2 separate regions of the Bos taurus genome follow, and region 1 is linked to region 2. A link is a contact called in public Hi-C data. All regions are on one chromosome and are shown on one strand. The core of a region is the stretch at or near the end of the contact, and the rest is flanking DNA. Distances in the headings are between cores, read along the strand shown.

The links. Hi-C and Micro-C count contacts between places; a contact is called where the count stands out from the background.
Region 1: a Hi-C map of liver shows a contact between it and region 2, with 4 times the contacts expected there. The contact joins two enhancer-like sites. A contact is called at or near these places in 2 of 11 Hi-C or Micro-C datasets (blastocyst and liver).

What each region holds. Positions count from the first base shown.
Region 1 is chr20:4,687,053-4,690,830 of ARS-UCD2.0, reverse strand. ERGIC1 (endoplasmic reticulum-golgi intermediate compartment 1) reads right to left here. Exons shown (of 10, transcript NM_001076417.1): 7 at 1,734-1,794. Among named protein-coding and RNA genes, the nearest start is that of RPL26L1, 28 kb to the left of the region's middle. Within about 2 kb of position 2,425, at least 2 of the 102 cell types and tissues checked have an H3K27ac peak or open chromatin away from gene starts, as enhancers often do. A contact at or near this core is called in liver, where this site is marked.
Region 2 is chr20:4,505,048-4,508,688 of ARS-UCD2.0, reverse strand. No RefSeq gene overlaps it. Among named protein-coding and RNA genes, the nearest start is that of DUSP1, 37 kb to the left of the region's middle. Within about 2 kb of position 2,263, at least 4 of the 102 cell types and tissues checked have an H3K27ac peak or open chromatin away from gene starts, as enhancers often do. A contact at or near this core is called in liver, where this site is marked.

The DNA.
Region 1 (3,778 bases), core at 1,176-3,675, 180 kb before region 2:
TCATCAGCAGCCCAGGAGGAGGAAAGGCTTCCTGCCCACACCCTCCACGGCTCACATACCCTTCCTAGCCTGATCTTCCTCCAGTATCGGGTGGCTGAGGGGTCCAGGCTAACTGCAAGTGGGGGCGGACAGGCCCCTTGCAGGCTGCCCCCACGCAGAACCACAATGACGACCCCACCATATGAAGAATCATCGCCCTCCATTATAACCAGACATCTGCATGAAAACCAGAAAGTACAGGTATATACTGACACGCTGCTGGAGGTGGCACGAGTGGGCATGGACCCAGTCGGGAAGCAATATCCCGACGTAAAGCAAATCCCGTAAATATCAGAGGCATTACTGTGGTAGAAACAATAGACGTTTTCCATGAAAAGACGGTCCACCGAGATAGACCGTGGTGGAGTTGCTAGATGGCCGTGTCCATGACCAGTGGGAAACCTGCAAACTAACTGTGGTTACAATGCCAGGCCCAAACATCAGAAAGTAAACTGTGCTCTATGCTGGGGAAAAATGACTTCTGCTCATGGACAAGGGGGCCCAGTGACACGGAGAAATGAGAAGCCTGATTTGTTGGGGCGGGTCATGGAGGGAAGTTCTCTTTTGCTTGGATTATCCCAGTTCCATGCTTGGTTTGGCAGCGAGTACAGGCACACCTCATTTTATTGCTCTGCTTTATTGTGCTTCAAAGATAGTGCTTTTTTTTTTTTTTTTTTTTAACAAATCTGAAGGTTTGTGGCAACCCTGTGTTATCAGGTGATAACACTTGTTGGCAATATTTTTAAACTAAGGTATTTACATTATTTTTGAAGACATGATGCCACTGCACACTTAACAGACTGCAGTGTACTGTAAATGTAACTTTTCTTTTTTTTTTTTAAATGTAACTTTTCTGTGCACTGGTAAACCAAAAAATTCATGTGACCTGCTCTATTGCGATCTTCAGTTCACTGGGTTAACCGGGAACCAAACTCACAGTATCTCCGAGGTCTGCCTATAAATGTACCTCAAGAAATAATTAAAGACATACGGGTGAAAAGCTGCACTCAGGGGAGGAGATGAGAACAGTCCCGGTAATCTGTCTCGCAGGACCCAGTGGGTAGACCCACATAAGCAGATAGGCCTTCCAGGCCCGTTCTGGGCAAGGCCCCATGGGTGTGCACACACGTGTGTAGGTGTGTGTGTGTGTGCTCGTCTGTTGGTGTGCAAAGACGTGGCACACTCTTTAATCTGTGCCAAGGTGCCGGGGAACCTGGGAGGGAGGGGGCTCCGGGAGGGGCTCGAGCGGGAGGAGGGGTGGGGTGGGCGGCTGCCCAGGAGGCCAGGCTGAGCGCCCCAAAGCCGCGTTCCCACGGTGCCACCTGGAGCCAGGACGAACTCTGGCTGTGTCAGCACTCCCTGGGGGATCTCGGGCGATCATCTCAACCGACAGCAATTATGGGACAACAATAACTTATGAAATGGCAACAATAACAATGGCGGCCAGGTATTCACAGAGCGCTGACGGTGTGTCTCGGCTGCCCTCCCCCGTCAGCCCGGACAAGTCACCCTCCTCCCTTCTCAGTCAGATGGGGTAATTCCGCGTCCTCACAGGCCAACCGGGGGAATGAAGCCTGAGCGGCGTGGCTCGCACCGAGGGCTTGGTCAGCGCTCCCTCCCGTCCCCCTTCCTTCCCCGCTGCCCTGGGGAGCTGGGGCAGAAAGCTGTTCCCGGGGCGAGAGCGCAGTACGTACGGTTGGAGGTGAGTCTGTCTGCTCCCCCGAGAGCGTTGAAAGCGCCGTGGACGTTGTGGACCTGCGGAGAAGCACAGTGAGGATGCCGCACCTCTAGGCTCGGGCCTGGGGACGGGGAGAGGCCAGGTGCCAGCTGGTCTAGAGACCTTGCCCGCGTGTAAAAGGAGCACCCAGCACGGTCTGTCTCGGAAAGTCCTGGGGCACAAGGCACAGAGGAGGCACAAGCTTGCTTCCGAGCCCTCGCTGCGAGACGCTCAGTCCAGGGTCCTGAGGGTCGTCTCATTTAATGCCTTTAAGGATGGACCACAGGCTCATTACAGGAGCAAACCAAGGTTTGGAGAAGCACTGAACCCTGTCCACTGTCCTGCGGCTGAGAGGTGGCTGAGTCCAGCTCAGGTCTGTCTGACCTCAAGCCAGGGCTCAAGCATGGAGGCAGATGGGAAACTCAGGCACGGGCAGAGGTGGGTGTCAGCACACTCCTCCTGAGACCCCACCTCCCCTTCAGAGAGGGCCCAGGGCTGCAGGAGCCCACCCTGTCTGCAGTGAGAAACACACATGAGCTGTGAAGACACGCCTCCTCCTGGTGGCCGGCCTGGCTGTGTCCCCCCAGGCAGGGGCTGAAGGCCACCTCCTACTCTCCTCTGAGGCCAGTGGGAAACCAGGTCAGCCTCCAGGAAAACTGAAAGCAGGGCAAAGCGTGCCCAGTACATGGACTCTGTCCTCCTGGGCATGCTTAACGGGGGTGGGCGGGGTAGGCCTCCTGGAGGGCTTCCTGGGGGGAGTGACAGCAGGATTTGTAGGAAAGTGGGAAATTACTAGGCAGGCAGCGCATGCAGACACGTAGGCCTGGAGACTGAGAACCAGAGCTCGCTTGGCCCTAGAGAGGAATGGGATGAGGGCTGAGAAGGGAAGAGGTCATAGAGGGCAGAGGGGACAGGCTCCTACAGTAAGGGCCACTCAGGGACAGTGGGTGACCCGCCCCCTGATCCCAGCCTCAGGCCACTGACGTCCATCAAGCACTTAACAGAGCTGCATACTCTCAACAAGGCCACGGGAAGGCTTGTCCCTTGTGCCTGGAGACCAGCTAATGACATGGTTTCTAACCCCAGGACAGTGGCTGTGGAGGCCAGAGTGCTAGAATGTTCCCTCACATCGTCGCATGTCGGGGTCGTACCTGACATTTGTTTGTATGATTATTTGATTAATTTCTGTCCTCCTCTCTAGACTATTCAACACTCCATACAGGCAGGGACCAGGCTCATCCTCACCAATGTGTGGAACACCCAGCACATAGTAGGGGCTCAATAAATATTTGTTGAATGGATGATGGATGATGAATAGGTAGATAAATCCTCAGCTAAGTATTTTACATTAAAAAAAAAAAATCCTATTTCCATCATAAGAAACAAGTAGAAGGCTATTACTGCCCTTGTGTCCTGCAGCAGCAGATGGCAATGCAAGACCGGCCCTGCCCCTCCTCGTCCCTCCCCTCTCTCCTCCTGTCCCCCGTCCCTCTTCTCTCTCCTCCTGTCCCCTGGGCTTGGCTGCAGCCCTTTCCTCATCTCCCCACCTGCAGCCTCGCCTCACCTTCCACAAGGCAGGTGGGTGCTCTTCCTATGACAGCCCCCTGCCCGTGTCAGACCCCACCTTCCTAAATCTAATGTGGGTTTCTCTCTACCTGAAACCCAGCTCCCCGCTCCCCACGCCAGGTGACACTTTGAGCCCTCTGCGCTGACTCTGATGAGCCTCTGGCATCTCATGCACAGAACACAGTTCTGATGTCATGGATACTTCTTGCTGGTCCACTTTTTTTTTTTTTCTGAAAGTGATCTTGAGGGTCTTTTATATGAAAATGACTGATTGGACGTGCCATAGAGCAGGGTGCAAGATGCCCCTGCCCATGAGACTTCCCTGTCCTGAGCTTGGCCAAGTCCTTCTCACCCTTCATCCTTGGCTTAGATGCCACCTTGGATGTCACCTCCTCAGGGAAGCCCACCCCGACTTTCCAAGCTGGGGAGTACCCTGCCCTCATCTCCATATCACTG
Region 2 (3,641 bases), core at 1,014-3,513:
GAGAGAGGACAGCCACTAGTCGCCCAGGGCCATCCCTTCCTGAGGGTGCAGGGTGGAGTCCCTCCAAGAGGGGCTGATGGCAAGAACCTGCCAGAGAACAGGGAAATGAGAGAAGTGCCTGGATTTTCTTGAAGCAGCCATTCGGGGACTTTAAGGCAGGGTCAGGGCTTTCTTCAGGGAAGGGGGTCTCATCAGGAGATGCCCTCTGCAGCAGCGACAGCCCAGCCTTGCTGAACCTGCTCACGGCCTTGCTGGCATGGCAAGGAGCTGGGGCAGACTCATTGCAGCTGGGGGTCCACAGGTAGAGTGGGTGAGAGGGTCCGGAGCCCAGGGACACAGCGACGCCCACACCTGTTGGCTTGAGCCATGGATTTGGTGACTGTGACACTCACCGAGGACTGAGCACCCTGTCCTGCCCTCCGAGAGCCCCATCTCTGGCTCCCTCTCGGAGCCGAGGAGTGGGGGAGGTCACTCGGAAGCTCTAAGCCCCCAGGGTGGGGCTCCTGCTCCAGCACGGAATGGCTGTGTGGACTGTGCTGGCCATCTCTGCCCACCAAGTCTCAGGGCTTCGTCATCTTTGAGCTGCAAGGATCAAGCGACCAGTGTGGCAGCCCTTCTTCTAGCAAATACTCAGGCACTCCACACTGCTGTGCTGTTCTAAAGCAGCAGATCTCAGCACGGGACGCCGTACTGCCAGCAGCACCTGGGAACTGGTTGGAAATGAAAATTCCCAGGCCCCACCCCAGACCTAGGGAATCAGAAGCTTGGGGGTGGGGCCCAGTTGTCTAAGAAGCCCTCTGGTGCCCACGCATGCTTGGGCACCACTCTTTCAGGGCATTGACCTGATTGTGTCACTCTCAAGCTCTGCATCTTTCCATGCCTCCCCATGGCCTTCTGGATAAGGCTCAAGGGCTCTAACCAGCATCTGAAGCCCTTCCCTGGTGGCCCTGACTGATGTGAGGTGCCAGACCTGTTTCCCCGGTCAGATGAGAGACTGTGGAGGGGCCATGCCCGTGACTCAGGCCTCCATCTGGTGTGCCCTGCCCCAGCCAGGCTGGCTGACCTCGCAGAGGGCAGGAGAGGATGGTGGCATGTGTTGATCGCGTGCGTGGCTCTGAGTGGTGGTCTGACATTCGGAGGTTGGCTGTCATACATGAACCCGGCCAGCTGCTGCAGTTTGGAGCCTCAGTGACCTCTTCTATCCAATGAACTTAATAATAAAGTGGCTGCATAGGTTACTGTCAGGATCAAATATGGGCAGAGCGCTCAGTCTAGTGCCTGGAAAAATAGCAAGAGCCTTAGGGTATCAGCGGTTCACAATCCCTTATCCCAAATTGCTGGGGTTAGAGGTTTCAGAACTCTGAGATTTTCAGATTTAAAAAAGGGAAATATACCTTGTATTTACACAACACATCCAGTGGGAGGGTTCTTCTAGAAACAAACACACTGATGTTTCTACACCAAAATGTATGGATACGCAAAGAAAGTGCAAATAGTGAAGACAGTCTGTAAATAGCCTCCTATCAGTTCAGATCACTCCAAAGCCGTTGGGCTTTCCCAGAAGACGATGGCGAACCATGGAAGGATTTAGAGCCGAGAGGTGACACAGGTTGATGCTCTGAAACAGCAGTGCCCACACAAGAGCGAGCCTCAGAATCCCCTAAGCGGCTCGGTGAACGCAGATCCCTGGCTCCCCACACACGGTCACTCTGGCTTCGTGGCTGCCGGTGAGGAAGGCATGGTTACTCTCCCATTTTTACAGAACACTGAGGCCAGGGAGAGGAAATCACTGCCCAGGGCCTCACATGCTGGGCGCAGTGAGAGGCCTGTGGCTGGGAGAAGACGCAGGCTCTGGGACTCAGACTGGCTCTGCCATTTCTTGGTTGTGTCACCTGGGCTCGCTGAGCCCAAGTTCCCCCATCTGCAAGTCAGGATTGGCAGTCCTTCTTTGCAGGGTGGAGGGAGGGCGTGCTGAGACAAAGAGGTGCTGGACTCCTGGTGGGCGCTCAGGAGGAGCAGGTCTGCTCTCTGCTGGGGTGTCGGGCTGAGCCTCAGAATCCCCCAGGCCCCACCCCTGGCCCATGCCCCGGCGCGCCTGGGCCTGGCCTCCACAATGAGGAGGAGCCCTTCCAGCCCGTGTTACCCAAATATTGCCAAGACCTGGTGGGGTGTCTCCACGGTGACGGCACCCTGAGTGGGATGGAGGTGAGGAAACCACCCGTGTGCCCGGCTCCCAGGTGCTGTCCTAGGGCACTGCAGGAAGCAGGCTGGCTCACACAGGCTGGCATGGCCAGTGCCATCCCAGTGAAACTACAAGGGCAGCTAGGCCTGGGCGATGAGCCTTCTGGGAAATTCAGCAATTTGGGAAGCCCAAATCTGGGTGCTCCAACGCTAGGAAGTGCTGGTCACTCAGTTGTGTCTGACTCTTTACAACCCTATAGACTATTGGCTCCTCTGTCCAAGGAATTCTCCAGGCAGGAATACTGGAGTGGGTTGCCATTCCCATCTCCAGGGCCAATCCTAGAAGGCATCACATTTCCAACCCAGGCACTGACTATCGATCTCTTTCTTTTGAAAACTCTTTCATCATAAAGTTCACTGTTTGCTGAACACCACAGAGGGTTAGGGAGTGCAGAGTCTCCAAAGCCAGAGGCCAGGATTCAAATTCCAGCCCAGGCCGGGAGCTCAGGAAGGTTACCTCCTCACTGCACCTTCCTTTCCTCATTTTTAAAGGAGTTGGCACGTCCATCCTTCCAGGGGCTCCGATCCAAACTTCAGAGACAGGCTTGACTCTTCTCTCCCCCTCACCCCCACATCTGACCGTCGGGGAATCCGGTTGACTCTACCTTCAGATTTACTTGGAATCCAATCATGTCTCCCTCCCCACCCGCCCTCTGCTCAGAGGCAGCACTGTCCGTCACTTCCCTGCTCTTTCTGCGTCCACACGGGCTCCAGACAGCTTATTTCCAGTGCCCTTCGCATGCCTCCCCGTCTCAATCAGTGGGAAAACTCAAGGTCTCGGTGGCCCACTGGCCCTGCCATATGGCCTCCCCACACCTCGAAGGCTTGTCTCTTGCCACCCTCCCTTCGCTCAGTCTGCAGACACCAAGGAAAGACCTGCTCTGGTGCATTTCCCTGGCTGTTCTCTCCGGCTAGAATGTTCTTTCCCAGATGCGAGCCTGCCTCGCTTTCTGACCTTCCTCCGGTCCCTGCTTAAATGTCATCTGACTCCAACATTTAAAGGACAACCCCCATCTACCTAAGCCTTCGCTTTCTCCCTGCTTGCTTTATTTTCCCACGTGGCTCTAATCACTGTTCAATAACCCTGAATATTACTTTAATATAAGCATGTATGTGCCCAGTTGCTTCAGTTGGGTCTGAGTCTGTGCAACGCTATGGACTGCATGCAGCCTGCTGGGCTCCTCCGTCCATGGGGATTCTCCAGGCACGAATACTGGAGTGGGTTCTTGTGCCCTCCTTCAGTATTTAATTAAACATTCATATATTTAACCACATATTATATATAAAACTGTACATTATGTTATATATAAAAATATTTCTTTATTTGGCTCACCAAGTCTGAGTCGCAGCCTGAGACCTCTGGCCCTCGTTGCGGCACACAGGAGATTTAGTCGCAGCAT